Linked DNA regions of Mus musculus: region 1 is linked to region 2. The links are chromatin contacts, called in public Hi-C maps. All regions are on one chromosome and are shown on one strand. Each heading gives the region's core, a stretch centred on a gene start, on an enhancer-like site or on the middle of the called end of the contact. The rest is flanking DNA. Distances are from core to core; before and after follow the strand shown. Region 1 overlaps Marveld2 (MARVEL (membrane-associating) domain containing 2). Region 2 overlaps Ocln (occludin).

The links. A called contact is a pair of places that touch in the nucleus more often than the background predicts.
Region 1: a contact with region 2 is called in a Hi-C map of liver, with 2.0 times the contacts expected there. The contact joins two enhancer-like sites. A contact is called at or near these places in 7 of 39 promoter capture datasets (3T3-L1-derived adipocytes, the C10 cell line, cranial neural crest and 3 more), 6 of 484 Hi-C or Micro-C datasets (the G1E-ER4 cell line, embryonic stem cells, liver and 1 more) and 2 of 115 datasets of contacts at active chromatin or transcription factors (embryonic stem cells and pancreatic cancer cells).

The regions. Positions count from the first base shown.
Region 1 is chr13:100,590,512-100,597,227 of GRCm38.p6, reverse strand. It overlaps Marveld2 (MARVEL (membrane-associating) domain containing 2), which reads left to right. Exons shown (of 7, transcript NM_001038602.4): 7 at 1-1,271. Among named protein-coding and RNA genes, the nearest start is that of Gm24261, 10 kb to the left of the region's middle. Within about 2 kb of position 2,842, at least 120 of the 459 cell types and tissues checked have an H3K27ac peak or open chromatin away from gene starts, as enhancers often do. A contact at or near this core is called in liver and pancreatic cancer cells, where this site is marked.
Region 2 is chr13:100,529,325-100,535,546 of GRCm38.p6, reverse strand. It overlaps Ocln (occludin), which reads left to right. Exons shown (of 9, transcript NM_001360536.1): 4 at 423-584. Among named protein-coding and RNA genes, the nearest start is that of Ocln, 20 kb to the left of the region's middle. Within about 2 kb of position 2,381, at least 37 of the 459 cell types and tissues checked have an H3K27ac peak or open chromatin away from gene starts, as enhancers often do. A contact at or near this core is called in liver and pancreatic cancer cells, where this site is marked.

The DNA of each region.
Region 1 (6,716 bases), core at 1,593-4,092, 61 kb before region 2:
TCATCTTCCGCTTGGTTGAAGCACATCCTAGGCAAACGCACTGTGACTTCACTCAGACATCTCAAAACCGTTTCAAACCCGCGAGGGCCTTTACTGAGATGAGGGGGACAGCGTATTCAGCTGGGATAGTTTAAGGTTCTTCTGATGAACAAGGGCTTGAAGCAAGATCAGTTGTCACACTCTGTGCTCTTGGGCGAGTTGGTCAGTCCTCTGTGCCTGTTTCTTTTGTAAAATGATACCTACCTCATAGGGCAGTTATGAGACCATATGTGCTCACCTTTATTTCTCAAGCATCTGGAACAGAGCCTCCTGCTGTTGCTGCTGCTGCTGCTATGGAAGAGCCACGTTCGTGTGGGGAGGGCTGTGGGCCCGTTTTTGGAGGATGAGCTACACAGGATGAGTCTCAGGAAGCAGTCCATAGTGAGCAAGGGTCAGCAGCTAACCAGAGGCGCGTGTCCCATAATGCCCTGGCGTTTTTCCGCCTTTAGCACTGTAGCCTTAAGTGGAAGTTTCACTGCTGCCTGTGAACTGTTATGGCCCCTCACGGCCTCCATGCCTGTAATCAGGGTCACTGTGCATAGATCCCCGTGTCCCACAGCCCACGCTGTGTGCATGTGAGAGCTAAGCCTTTCAGTTTACTTGGTGTCTCCCCTGTGATTCATTGCCACACCTACCCCATCTGTGTGACAGTTTCCACCCACTACAGCTTCCAGTCAAACAATTAACCAATCAATGTCCGAAGGGTTTTACAAAGTAGCGAAACCAAAGTAATTAATGAGTGGAGCTGGCAGAGGCCTGGAAAGTTCTGGGTGCTGATGACAAAGTTTTGTTTTGTTTTGTTTTATTTGTCAGTGAAACCTGGCAATACTCTTGCAGACTAACTTTTGTAGTGAGACCTTGTCTCAGAGCACGAAACAAATAAAAACAAAATAAAGGAGGAAAAAGACAAGTAGTAAATAAATAAAACATGGTAGCACGTGCACACCACCCTGACACTCAAGAGCAGAGGCAGGAGTGTGTCGAGTTCAAAGCCAGCCTGGGCTTCAGAGCAAGGACCCCCTCTCTCTTTAATGCAAGATATTGCCGTTTTGTACATACATTTAAAAAGCTTAGGTTAGCGTTAAATTTAAACGTTAAACACACTTAACTTTGTGAGACTTTATTTTACTACAGTTGTAAATGTTAATCTTTTAAGACTGATGCTGTAACACTGATTTATTTTTTAATGTTCTATCAATACAGAGGTGTATTAAAATGTCAGTTACCTGCTGTTTTGTGTGTGCTCCTTATTGGCTGGTTTTGAAACCTTCCTGTGTTCGCCGAGAATGTTTTAAGAATACTTTTCCTTAATCAGAAGATAAACTGGATGGCTGGAGAGACAGCGGTTAAGTGCACATACTATTCTTGCTGAGAATCTGAGGTCTTCCCAGTACCCACTGTTATGAAATATAAGGGCGAGGGGGTACCTGGCAGGCCCATGCCAAGGTGTGCCCTGAGTATGCCATGTAACAGATCTGCTATAAAGTTTGTTGGGGGAAGGGAGAGGAGTGAGACCTGGGAAGGGGTTTGGCAGGCAGTGAACATGTGGGCAGGCAGATAAATACCACCAGGCTAATAAATACTTTCTTGAAAAGAACTGGAAAGTCATAAATACCCGTAGGTCACAGCACTCATGTGATGTCTCCTGTTGGAAAGAATTTAATGACAAACCAGGCATGGAAATGCATGCCTGTGATCCCAGCACGTAGAATCCCAGACCCAGTCAGAGGTAGGAGGCTCCTAGAAAGTTACAGGCCCACGAGGGCTAAAATCAATAACAACAAAACAGGTCAGGAGAGAGTCCTCGGAAGTGCTTCAAGGTGAGTTCCCAGACGACTGGGTCATTCCAGCTCAGACTTACAGACAGGGAGATCCCAGCCTGGTGCACTTGGCAAGACCCAGGCCACCAGTTGGAGTGTCTCTCTCTCTCTCTCTCTCTCTCTCTCTCTCTCTCTCTCTCTCTCTCTCTCTCTCTCTCTCTCTTTCTCTCTCTCTCTCTCTCTCTCTCTTTCTCTCTCTCTCTCTCTCTCTCTCACACACACACACACACACACACACACACACACACACAATAAAGATATAGAGCTGGCTGGTCAGTGGTAACGCACACCTTTAATCCCAGCACTCAGGAGGCAGACACAGACAGATCTGAGTTTGTGACCAAACTGGTCTACAGAGTGAGTTCCTGGACAGACAGGGCTACACAGAGACACACCTGACTTGAAATAACCAAACAAGGAAAAAAAAAAAAAAAAAAGATAAAAAGCTGGCCTGCAGTGGCAAACACCTTTAATCCCAGAGCTTGGAAGGCAGAGGCAGGGGGATCTCTTGAGTTTGAGTCCAGCCCAGTCTACAGAGTGGGTTCCAACCATCTCAAAACACTAAAATACAAAAACCTAGATTTGTGTAATATTTGCTTTTATTTTGGGCTAAAGCTAGATTAGGTCTCTTTTCAGAAACAAATGTCTTTGTGCTTACTTATTTCATTTTAATGTAATTTCATTATACTAAAGCTTTTGATGTTCATACCAGATGATAGAACAAGGGATTAGGCTGAAGTCACATGACCTCAAAGCAGATCTACCTGATTGAGCAGTGACAGATGACAGAAGGTACAAGAGGCCTTTTGTAAACCTGAACACCCTGACGTGTAGTTGTAGAGTTTTGGCTTGGTAATGTTACTGGTAAGAAATTTTCTTGAGCCAAAGAATAGTTCATTGTTAATAAAGGGTGGACTCTGGAGGTTGTGTGTACCGACCGGTTCGGCCTATTGTCTCCACAATGCTATTCACATACACAGAAGCAATTCACCAAGACCGAAGTCACAACATTATTAGTCAGCATAAAAGGGGGAAAGGGAGAAAGGCGACTGGGAAACAGGAGACATTGTCTGATTAACAGGAGAAAGATTCGGTTTCTTCTTTATGAGGAAGGAAGGTGACACAGAGATGGCTGTCAGTGAGTGTGGGAAGCCGCCCCCACATTCGCCGTCACAAGATGGCGCTGACATCCTGTGTTCTAAGTTGGTAAACAAATAATCTGCGCATGAGCCAAGGGTATTTACGACTACTTGTACTCTGTTTTTCCCGTGAACGTCAGCTCGGCCATGGGCTGCAGCCAATCAGGGAGTGATGCGCCCTAGGCAATGGTTGTTCTCTTTAAAATAGAAGGGGTTTCGTTTTTCTCTCTCTCTTGCTTCTTGCGCTCTCTTGCTTCTTACACTCTGGCCCGATAAAGATGTAAGCAATAAAGCTTTGCCGTAGAAGATTCTGGTTGTTGTGTTCTTCCTGGCCGGTCGTGAGAACGCGTCTAATAACAATTGGTGCCGAATTCCGGGACGAGAAAAAACTCCGGACTGGCGCAGGAGGGATACTTCATTTCAGAACCAGAACTACGGATCACGTTTATAAAGGTTCCCGTAACACAGACTGTTGAGAAGGATTCAACTGCCGAATTCAGAACTCATCAGCTGGGGAACGACGGTGATAAAGGTTCCCGTAAAGCAGACTGTTAAGAAGGATTCAACTGTATGAATTCAGAACTTTTCAGCTGGGGAACGAGGTAAGTCTGATCTTGAACTTTCTAAGGAAATTCAAGACAGTCTATCAGAAGTAAAGTGGAAAATGGCTTTACAAGTTATGTTTGGCCTTAAATTTTTTCTAGTGTTAGAAGCCCTTTTGTTCCTTTTCACATGTTATATAGTGCTTAAGATAGGGCTGAAAATTCTAGAGGAAATTCAGGACAGTCTATCAGAAGTAAAGCGGGGAGAGAGAGTAGGAGCAAGGAGAAACGGTAAGTATACAGGCCTTTCCAAGGGTCTTGAACCCGAGGAAAAGTTTAGGTCAGGTAAGAATACCTGGAGAGAGATTAGAAGAAAAAGAGGAAAAAGGGAAAAGAAGAAAGATCGATTAGCGGAGGTCTCTAGGAGATACTCGTCACTAGATGAGCTCAGGAAGCCAGCTCTTAGTAGCTCTGAAGCAAGTGAAGAATCCTCCTCTGAGGAAACAGACTGGGAGGAAGAAGCAGCCCATTACCAGCCAGCTAATTGGTCAAGAAAAAAGCCAAAAGCGGCTGGCGAAAGTCAGCGTACTGTTCAACCTCCCGGCAGTCGGTTTCAAGGTCCGCCCTATGCGGAGCCCCCGCCCTGCGTAGTGCGTCAGCAATGCGCAGAGAGGCAATGCGCAGAGAGGTGCGCAGAGAGGCAGTGCGCAGAGAGGCAGTGCGCAGACTCATTCATTCCCCGAGAGGAACAAAGGAAAATAGAACAGGCATTTCCAGTCTTTGAAGGAGCCGAGGGTGGGCGTGTCCACGCTCCGGTAGAATACGTACAGATTAAGGAAATTGCCGAGTCGGTTCGTAAATACGGAACCAATGCTAATTTTACCTTGGTACAGTTAGACAGGCTCGCTGGTATGGCACTAACGCCTGCTGACTGGCAAATGATTGCAAAAGCCGCTCTCCCTAGTATGGCCAAATATGTGGAATGGCGAGCTCTGTGGCAGGAGGCGGCACAGGCGCAGGCCCGAGCAAACGCTGCTGCTTTAACTCCAGAGCAGAGAGAGTGGACTTTTGATTTGTTAACGGGTCAGAGAGCTTATTCTGCTAAACCTGATAAGAGGTATCAATGGAAGGTCTTACCACAGGGGATGTCCAATAGTCCTACAATGTGCCAGCTTTATGTGCAAAAAGCTCTTTTGCCAGTGAGGGAACAATTCCCCTCTTTAATTTTGCTCCTTTACATGGATGACATCCTCCTGTGCCATAAAGACCTTACCATGCTACAAAAGGCATATCCTTTTCTACTTAAAACTTTAAGTCAGTGGGGTCTACAGATAGCCACAGAAAAGGTCCAAATTTCTGATACAGGACAATTCTTGGGCTCTGTGGTGTCCCCAGATAAGATTGTGCCCCAAAAGGTAGAGATAAGAAGAGATCACCTCCATACCTTAAATGATTTTCAAAAGCTGTTGGGAGATATTAATTGGCTCAGACCTTTTTTAAAGATTCCTTCCGCTGAGTTAAGGCCTTTGTTTAGTATTTTAGAAGGAGATCCTCATATCTCCTCCCCTAGGACTCTTACTCTAGCTGCTAACCAGGCCTTACAAAAGGTGGAAAAAGCCTTACAGAATGCACAATTACAACGTATTGAGGATTCGCAGCCTTTCAGTTTGTGTGTCTTTAAGACAGCACAATTACCAACTGCAGTTTTGTGGCAGAATGGGCCATTGTTGTGGATCCATCCAAACGTATCCCCAGCTAAAATAATAGATTGGTATCCTGATGCAATTGCACAGCTTGCCCTTAAAGGCCTAAAAGCAGCAATCACCCACTTTGGGCAAAGTCCATATCTTTTAATTGTACCTTATACCGCTGCACAGGTTCAAACCTTGGCAGCCGCATCTAATGATTGGGCAGTTTTAGTTACCTCCTTTTCAGGAAAAATAGATAACCATTATCCAAAACATCCAATCTTACAGTTTGCCCAAAATCAATCTGTTGTGTTTCCACAAATAACAGTAAGAAACCCACTTAAAAATGGGATTGTGGTATATACTGATGGATCAAAAACTGGCATAGGTGCCTATGTGGCTAATGGTAAAGTGGTATCCAAACAATATAATGAAAATTCACCTCAAGTGGTAGAATGTTTAGTGGTCTTAGAAGTTTTAAAAACCTTTTTAAAACCCCTTAATATTGTGTCAGATTCCTGTTATGTGGTAAATGCAGTAAATCTTTTAGAAGTGGCTGGAGTGATTAAGCCTTCCAGTAGAGTTGCCAATATTTTTCAGCAGATACAATTAGTTTTGTTATCTAGAAGATCTCCTGTTTATATTACTCATGTTAGAGCCCACTCAGGCCTACCTGGCCCCATGGCTCTGGGAAATGATTTGGCAGATAAGGCCACTAAAGTGGTGGCTGCTGCCCTATCATCCCCGGTAGAGGCTGCAAGAAATTTTCATAATAATTTTCATGTGACGGCTGAAACATTACGCAGTCGTTTCTCCTTGACAAGAAAAGAAGCCCGTGACATTGTTACTCAATGTCAAAGCTGCTGTGAGTTCTTGCCAGTTCCTCATGTGGGAATTAACCCACGCGGTATTCGACCTCTACAGGTCTGGCAAATGGATGTTACACATGTTTCTTCCTTTGGAAAACTTCAATATCTCCATGTGTCCATTGACACATGTTCTGGCATCATGTTTGCTTCTCCGTTAACTGGAGAAAAAGCCTCACATGTGATTCAACATTGTCTTGAGGCATGGAGTGCTTGGGGGAAACCCAGACTCCTTAAGACTGATAATGGACCAGCTTATACGTCGCAAAAATTTCAGCAGTTCTGCCGTCAGATGGACGTAACCCACCTGACTGGACTTCCATACAACCCTCAAGGACAGGGTATTGTTGAGCGTGCGCATCGCACCCTCAAAGCCTATCTTATAAAACAGAAGAGGGGAACTTTTGAAGAGACTGTACCCCGAGCACCAAGAGTGTCGGTGTCTTTGGCACTCTTTACACTCAATTTTTTAAATATTGATGTTCATGGCCATACTGCGGCTGAACGTCATTGTTCAGAGCCAGATAGGCCCAATGAGATGGTTAAATGGAAAAATGTCCTTGATAATAAATGGTATGGCCCGGATCCTATCTTGATAAGATCCAGGGGAGCTATCTGTGTT
Region 2 (6,222 bases), core at 1,132-3,631:
GACAGCACAGTAGTTAAGAGCCCTGTCTTCTCTTGCAGAGGACCTGAGTTCAATTCCCAGTACCCACATGGCAGCTCATACCTGTCTGTAACTCCAGTTCCAGGGCATCTGACTGCCTCACACAGACATACATGCAGGCAAAATTCCTGTAGCTATGAAATAGGGTTCTGATGGTTCCTAGCTAAGCAGGGTTTGAGTACTGAGTCATGTGGAATGTGTCCTTTTTTGTTTATATGCACCTGGATCACTCTGTATGTGTTTGGCCCCCTTTAGTGTGGGTTAGTTTTATGACAGAACTAATCTGTGACAATTTACTTTTAGTTTTATTAAACCACAAGTACTTAGGCCCTTTGGTAAGGGTTTTTGCTCCTAGAAGGTAGGAGCAATTAAAATTAATTATGCCAATATCTTTCATCTTTTAGGCTATAGCCATTGTCCTGGGGTTCATGATTATCGTGGCTTTTGCTTTAATCATCTTTTTTGCTGTGAAAACCCGAAGAAAGATGGATCGGTATGATAAGTCCAATATTTTGTGGGATAAGGAACACATTTATGATGAACAGCCCCCCAATGTTGAAGAGTGGGTAAGTTTAAACAAAGCAAAAACACTTTTAACCTTTGGTTAAATTCTCACCTTATGTTCTCATTTTTTTTTTTTTTTTTGTACTTTGTTAAACTTCATGCTTAGCATCATTGTGTTTGTATGATGTGTAAGTTGTTTGTCTTTTGTTTTTTGTTCTTGAGACAGAGTTTCTCTGTGTAACAGCACTTGTTGTCCTGAAACTTGCTCTGTAGACCCAGATTTACAGAGATCCTTCTGCCTCTGCCTTCCGAGTGCTGGAATTAAAGGTGTGCGCCACCACACTGGGCCAAGTTGTTTATTCATTTGTTTGTTTGTTTGCTCAGAATGTTTAAAAGGTAGGTCAGTGGAAATTGCTTTATTAAAGGGTAAAATCATCTCTATTTTCCGGGAGTAGATCGAGGCTCTGGAAGGAGACCCTCCTAAAAAAGTCACAAAGAAAGCTTGGCTTTTGCAGAATGCAAGAACTCTTCCCCACCCCTTTTTCTTTCTTCCCAGTTTTGGCGGAAACACTGTTGCCTATGGGATGGAGGCAGATGGGGTCCAGATGGGCAGAGGCATTGTGGGAATGGCCACTGTTGGTAGCCTTCTCATTGATAGCAGCACGGTCGGTCACTGTGACTCACTTGTATCCCACTTAGCTTCTCAGATACTTGAGTGTGACAGAGACAGAGATTACAGAAGTTTCTATTTTAGGGAGGGCACCATACTGTAAATCTTACCCGGCTTCCTATGTTGTGTTCTTTTCTGAAAGCCCAGGAATCCTTTAAAAGACCTGAGCAGGCAGTGTTGCTCAGCAAGTGTGTGGAAAGAGACTTTGTTTCTATTGGGATGCTGTGAAAAGCAGCTATAGACACTTGGTTGCTTTCTTTCTTTTTTTTCCTTCTTCCATTTCTTTCTTTTTTATTTTTTTCTGAACCTAGGGCCTCCTGTGCTACTAGGCAAGCACTCTGCCACTAGTTCTGTCCCTAGGTTTTTGGACTGGCTCCTTTTTGTTTTTAGTCTTTGTGAGTTTGTGTTTAGTAGATCGTGGAAGGCATGTGTTTTGAGTACAGGCACTGCCACTGGCCCTGTGTAACTGTCAGAAGACAGGCTGGGGGTTGGCCCTCATCTCCCACCTCATGCTTGCCATGCCAGCTGGGCCTGGGGACTTCCTAGGATGGTTCCTGTGTTTGCCTCCATCTTACCACAGAAGAACTCTGGGTACAGACTTGCGAGTGCATCTAGCTCTTACCTGGGTTCTGGGGATCTGAACTCATATATTCACAGTTTCAAGACAAGGGCTTTACCCATTAAGCCATCTCACCATACTTCAATACTTCCTGTTTTTGAGATAGGGTCTCCTTAAGTTGCCCAGGCTAGACCTGAATTTACTCTTTAACTAAACAGGCTTCCCAAGTAGCCAGGATCCCAGGCTTACCCACCTTGCCTGGTTCTAGCCAGACTGATTTCTTGCCATGAAAACTAATTGAAATATTGGACTCTGGCTGACTCTAGGGTAGGGTCGTTGTGGCCCCTGGGGCTGGGGTATAGGAGGGCTTCGAAAGAGCTGATGAGAAACTGGGAATGCCTGAGTTGTTAGGAAATCTACAAGCTTAGATGAAACTTAGTTCTAGTTAGTGAAGGGGGGGGGGGGGGAAGAGAAGAAGCCATGTTAAGAAAGCCAGAAAGGGTGGGTGTGGCTTCCCCCGCTGGAGAGTGGTGGGTGCTGTGCCCTGCCTTCTGTTGGAAGCCAGTTCCTCTGTGAAGTGTGAGCTTTGGGGGAGAGTTTTCTTTCGACCTTTAGCTCCAGGCGAGGCCACTTGTAGATAGGCTAGGACAGTCCATTGTGGACCATGAGTAAATGTTTTGCTGAGAGTTTCTGGGTGTGTCAGGTTTTCCCTGGCAGTCAGGATTTGTTTACTTATGGTTTCGAGAGGCTTTAAAAAAATAAACAAATAAACCAGCTCGAGGGAGACCAGCACCAGCGATACTAGAGACACAGTGAACTTTAGCCTCTCACTGGGTTTACTGTCTAGAAAGTTTAATCAGTTATAAGTGGTTTTGATAATTTATCAACAGGTATTTGCAGTAACTCATGGTAGTGGTGAGGAAGTGAAAGATAGTTCTTGAAAAAACATGCCTTTTGGCTGGTGGCATAATTAGGTGAGTATTTCCCTAACATGTAGAAAGCCTTGGGTTCAACCCCGACCGAGTATATACCCACAAAAATTATTTTCATATGTAGTTACCTTATGATAAGTGACGGGTATTTCAGCCTCAAGCAATTTTTTTCTTCTACTCTTTTGCCTACCCAAGCTCATTCCATTGAACTCAGTTACACATTTCAGTCGAACTCCAGTCTGGCACTAGAGTGATGAGTGTTATTCACAAGCTGGGATAGGTCTAACGGTTTATTACTATAATAAATCTTGCCAGCTCTTTAGATTTTAGAATCACTCCTTGTTCCCTAGCTCCTTTTGCATATCTATGAGAACCTTTCTGACCTGCTAAGTTCCCAGTCCTGCATCTCCTGTGCAAGTGGATTCTTTACCTTATGGGGGGGGGCATTGTTATTTTGAGGGAGGTTGTACTAAATATAATTTAATAAATCCTGTCTGTGTTTCTTCCTTCCTTTGACCATTTATGTTTCTGGAGTGAAAGACACACACGTACACACACACACACACACACACACACACACGCACACACAGCCTTTATATTTTAATATGCCTTAAGCAACACAATAGCCTATTCTTCATGCTGTTAGAATCTACTTCCTATCCATAACCCAAGTTATTGCTTACTGTGTTTCATATGTACTGCTCATAGCTCCAACCAGGCAGCGCTCTGAGCCATGTTGTCTTGGCCCCTAACCCTAGCTGCTCTATCTCATGGCAGCTCTCCTTGCTTCTCTATGCCACGGCTGGCTGCTTTCCTCCATCCCTCCAACCTTCTCTGTACCTCCTTCCTAGTGGTCTCTAGCCTGGGAAACCTAAGCCCCACCTACGTCTCTTCCACTCCCCCTACTCCCCCCCCCCCCCCCCAGCTATCGGCTGCTGACATCTATATTAACCAATCTGAATGAACTGGGGTCCCTCAGGCTGTGTGCAGACTCAGAACCCTGGAGGCCCCCCACTTAGCATTATAACAAACAGTAAAAGACAAAAACCTCACAGGAGATGTCTTTTCTGTATTTGTTGTTTGTAAAGTGAGCCTACCTTTGCCTACCTTGTCCTTTATAGTCATTAAGTGGGTACTGGGCTGTTTTCCAGTGTTCAAAAGAGGTTGTTGTGTTTTGTTTTGTTTTCTGCAATTCTAGGGATGGAGCCTAGAATTTTGTGCGTGCTAGAAAGCCACTTTGTATTGAGCTGCATCTCCAGCCTTCTAATTTGTTCTTTTAGTTACTTCTATAGCGCTTTAGTTGTTATTCCAGGTAGACTTTTACTTTGTTATGCCCTGAAATCACAGATTTTACTGTATTTTGATTGATTAGAGGTGTTAAATGATAGAGTGCTTGCTTAGCATGAGAGAGTCCCCGAGTTGAACACCCTCCCCGCGCCCCCACAAGGATAAGGTATATCAGCTGATTTTAAGCAGAGAGAATTCTGAAAATTCTCTTTTCTTTTTTTTCCTTTTTTTAAAAGATCTATTTATTTATTTTTTTCTATATGAGGACACTGTAGTTGTACAGATGGTTGTGAGCCATCATGTGGTTGCTGGGAATTGAACCTCTGCTCCCCCAGGCTCAAAGATTTATTATTATATGTAAGTACATTGTAGCTGTCTTTAGACACATCAGATGAGGCTGTCAGATCTCATTACAGATGGTTGTGAGCCACCATATGGTTGCTGGGATTTGAACTCAGGACCTTCAGAAGAGCAGTCTGTGCTCTTAACCACTGAGCCATCTTAGCAGTCCAAAAAATCTCTTTTCATTACTGTTTGATATACTTCTTTTATCATTTTTCCTAATTACTTCTATGTCAGAAGTATAATCATAGTCTTTTGTAAGTATAAAATCCTGTCATTTTGACTGAATATTATAGGTCTTTTATCATGTCCTTAAATCATCCTCAAAACCAGTATTAAGGACCAACAAGATGGCTCAGTGGATAAAGATGCTTGGTGCCAAGCCTCGCGACCTTTTGTTTTTTTAGCAACAGAGATTCTTTTAAATTTTATTTTATGTCTATGGGCGTTTTACTTGTAGAACATGTACATACCTCATATCCACAGGGACCAAGAAAAGGTGTTGAATCCCCTGAAATTGGAGTTACAGATGGTTGTGAGCTACCATGTATATTCGGGAATTGGACCCAGGTCCTTTGTAAGAACCGCCAGTTCTCTAGATTACTGATCCATTTTTTTTTTAAAGAGCCCTGATGACCCTATATTAATTTATAGGGTGAAAGGAGAAAACCAATTCCTATGAGTTGTGTGCTCATGCATATATGTGTACACACACACACACACACATACACACACGTCTAAATAAAATGTAATAAAATAATATTTTCTTTTTTGGGGGTGGGGGGATAGGGTATAAATATGTATCCTTGTCTGGCCTACAGCTTGCTGTGTAGACCAGGATAGCTTAGAATTCATAGAGATCCACTTTCCTTAGCCCCCTGAATGCTGGGATAAATGGCTTAAACGTTTTTTGACACTGTTAAAATTGAAGTATGATATATATCTATCCATATACTAAGTGTCTTAGTGACTGTTCTATTGCTTTGAAGGGATGCCATGACCAAGATAGCTCTTATAAAAGAAAGCATTTAATTGGGGGCTGCTTTATAGTTTCTGAAGTTTAATGCATTATCATCATGGCAGGGAGCATGGTGTCACCCATGGCACTGGGACAGGATCTGAGAGCTACATCCTGATCTAGAGAGGTGGAGAGAGTGAGACTGAACCTAGTGTGGTCATTTGAAGTCTCAAAGCCCCAGTGACCCATTTCCTCCAACTGGGCCACACCCACTCCAACAAGGCCACGCCTCCTAATCCTTCTAATCCTTTCAAATAATTCTACTCCCTAGTGACTAAGCATTGAAATATATGAGCCTATGGGGGCCATTTTTATAAAAACCACCAAACTCAGAATAAGTATAAAATTTGGGCCAGGCAGTGGTGGCACAAGCCTTTAATCCTGGCACTTGGAAGGCAGAGGCAGGGGGATTTCTGAGTTTGAGGCTAGCCTGGTCTACAGAGTGGGTTCCAGGACAGTCAGGGCTACATAGAGAAACCCTGTCTTGGAAAAAAAATTTTAATTGGGTGGTGGTGGCACACACGTTTAGTCCCAGCATTTAGGAGGCAGAGGCAAGCAAATCTCTGTGCTTGAGGCCAGCTTGATCTACAAAGCAAGTTCCAGGATAGTCAGAGCCACACAGAGAAACTCTGTCCTGAAAAAAACAAAAAATTAAGACATAAATCTGTAAACTTGATGAGTTTTTATACATGAGTATCTGTCTCATAACAGTCACAGAGCACATCTGTCTTTAGTTAGAAGGGTCCATGAGTTCAGGCTCCCGGCGCCTCCTGGTCAGTTTGCAGAGGATGCTAACCTGACTCTTGTCTCTGTCAGGTAGTGTTGGAGAGATTCATTTGGATTGTTGTATCTTTCACCTTGATACTTTGTGGTTATTTGTATATGTGTTTGG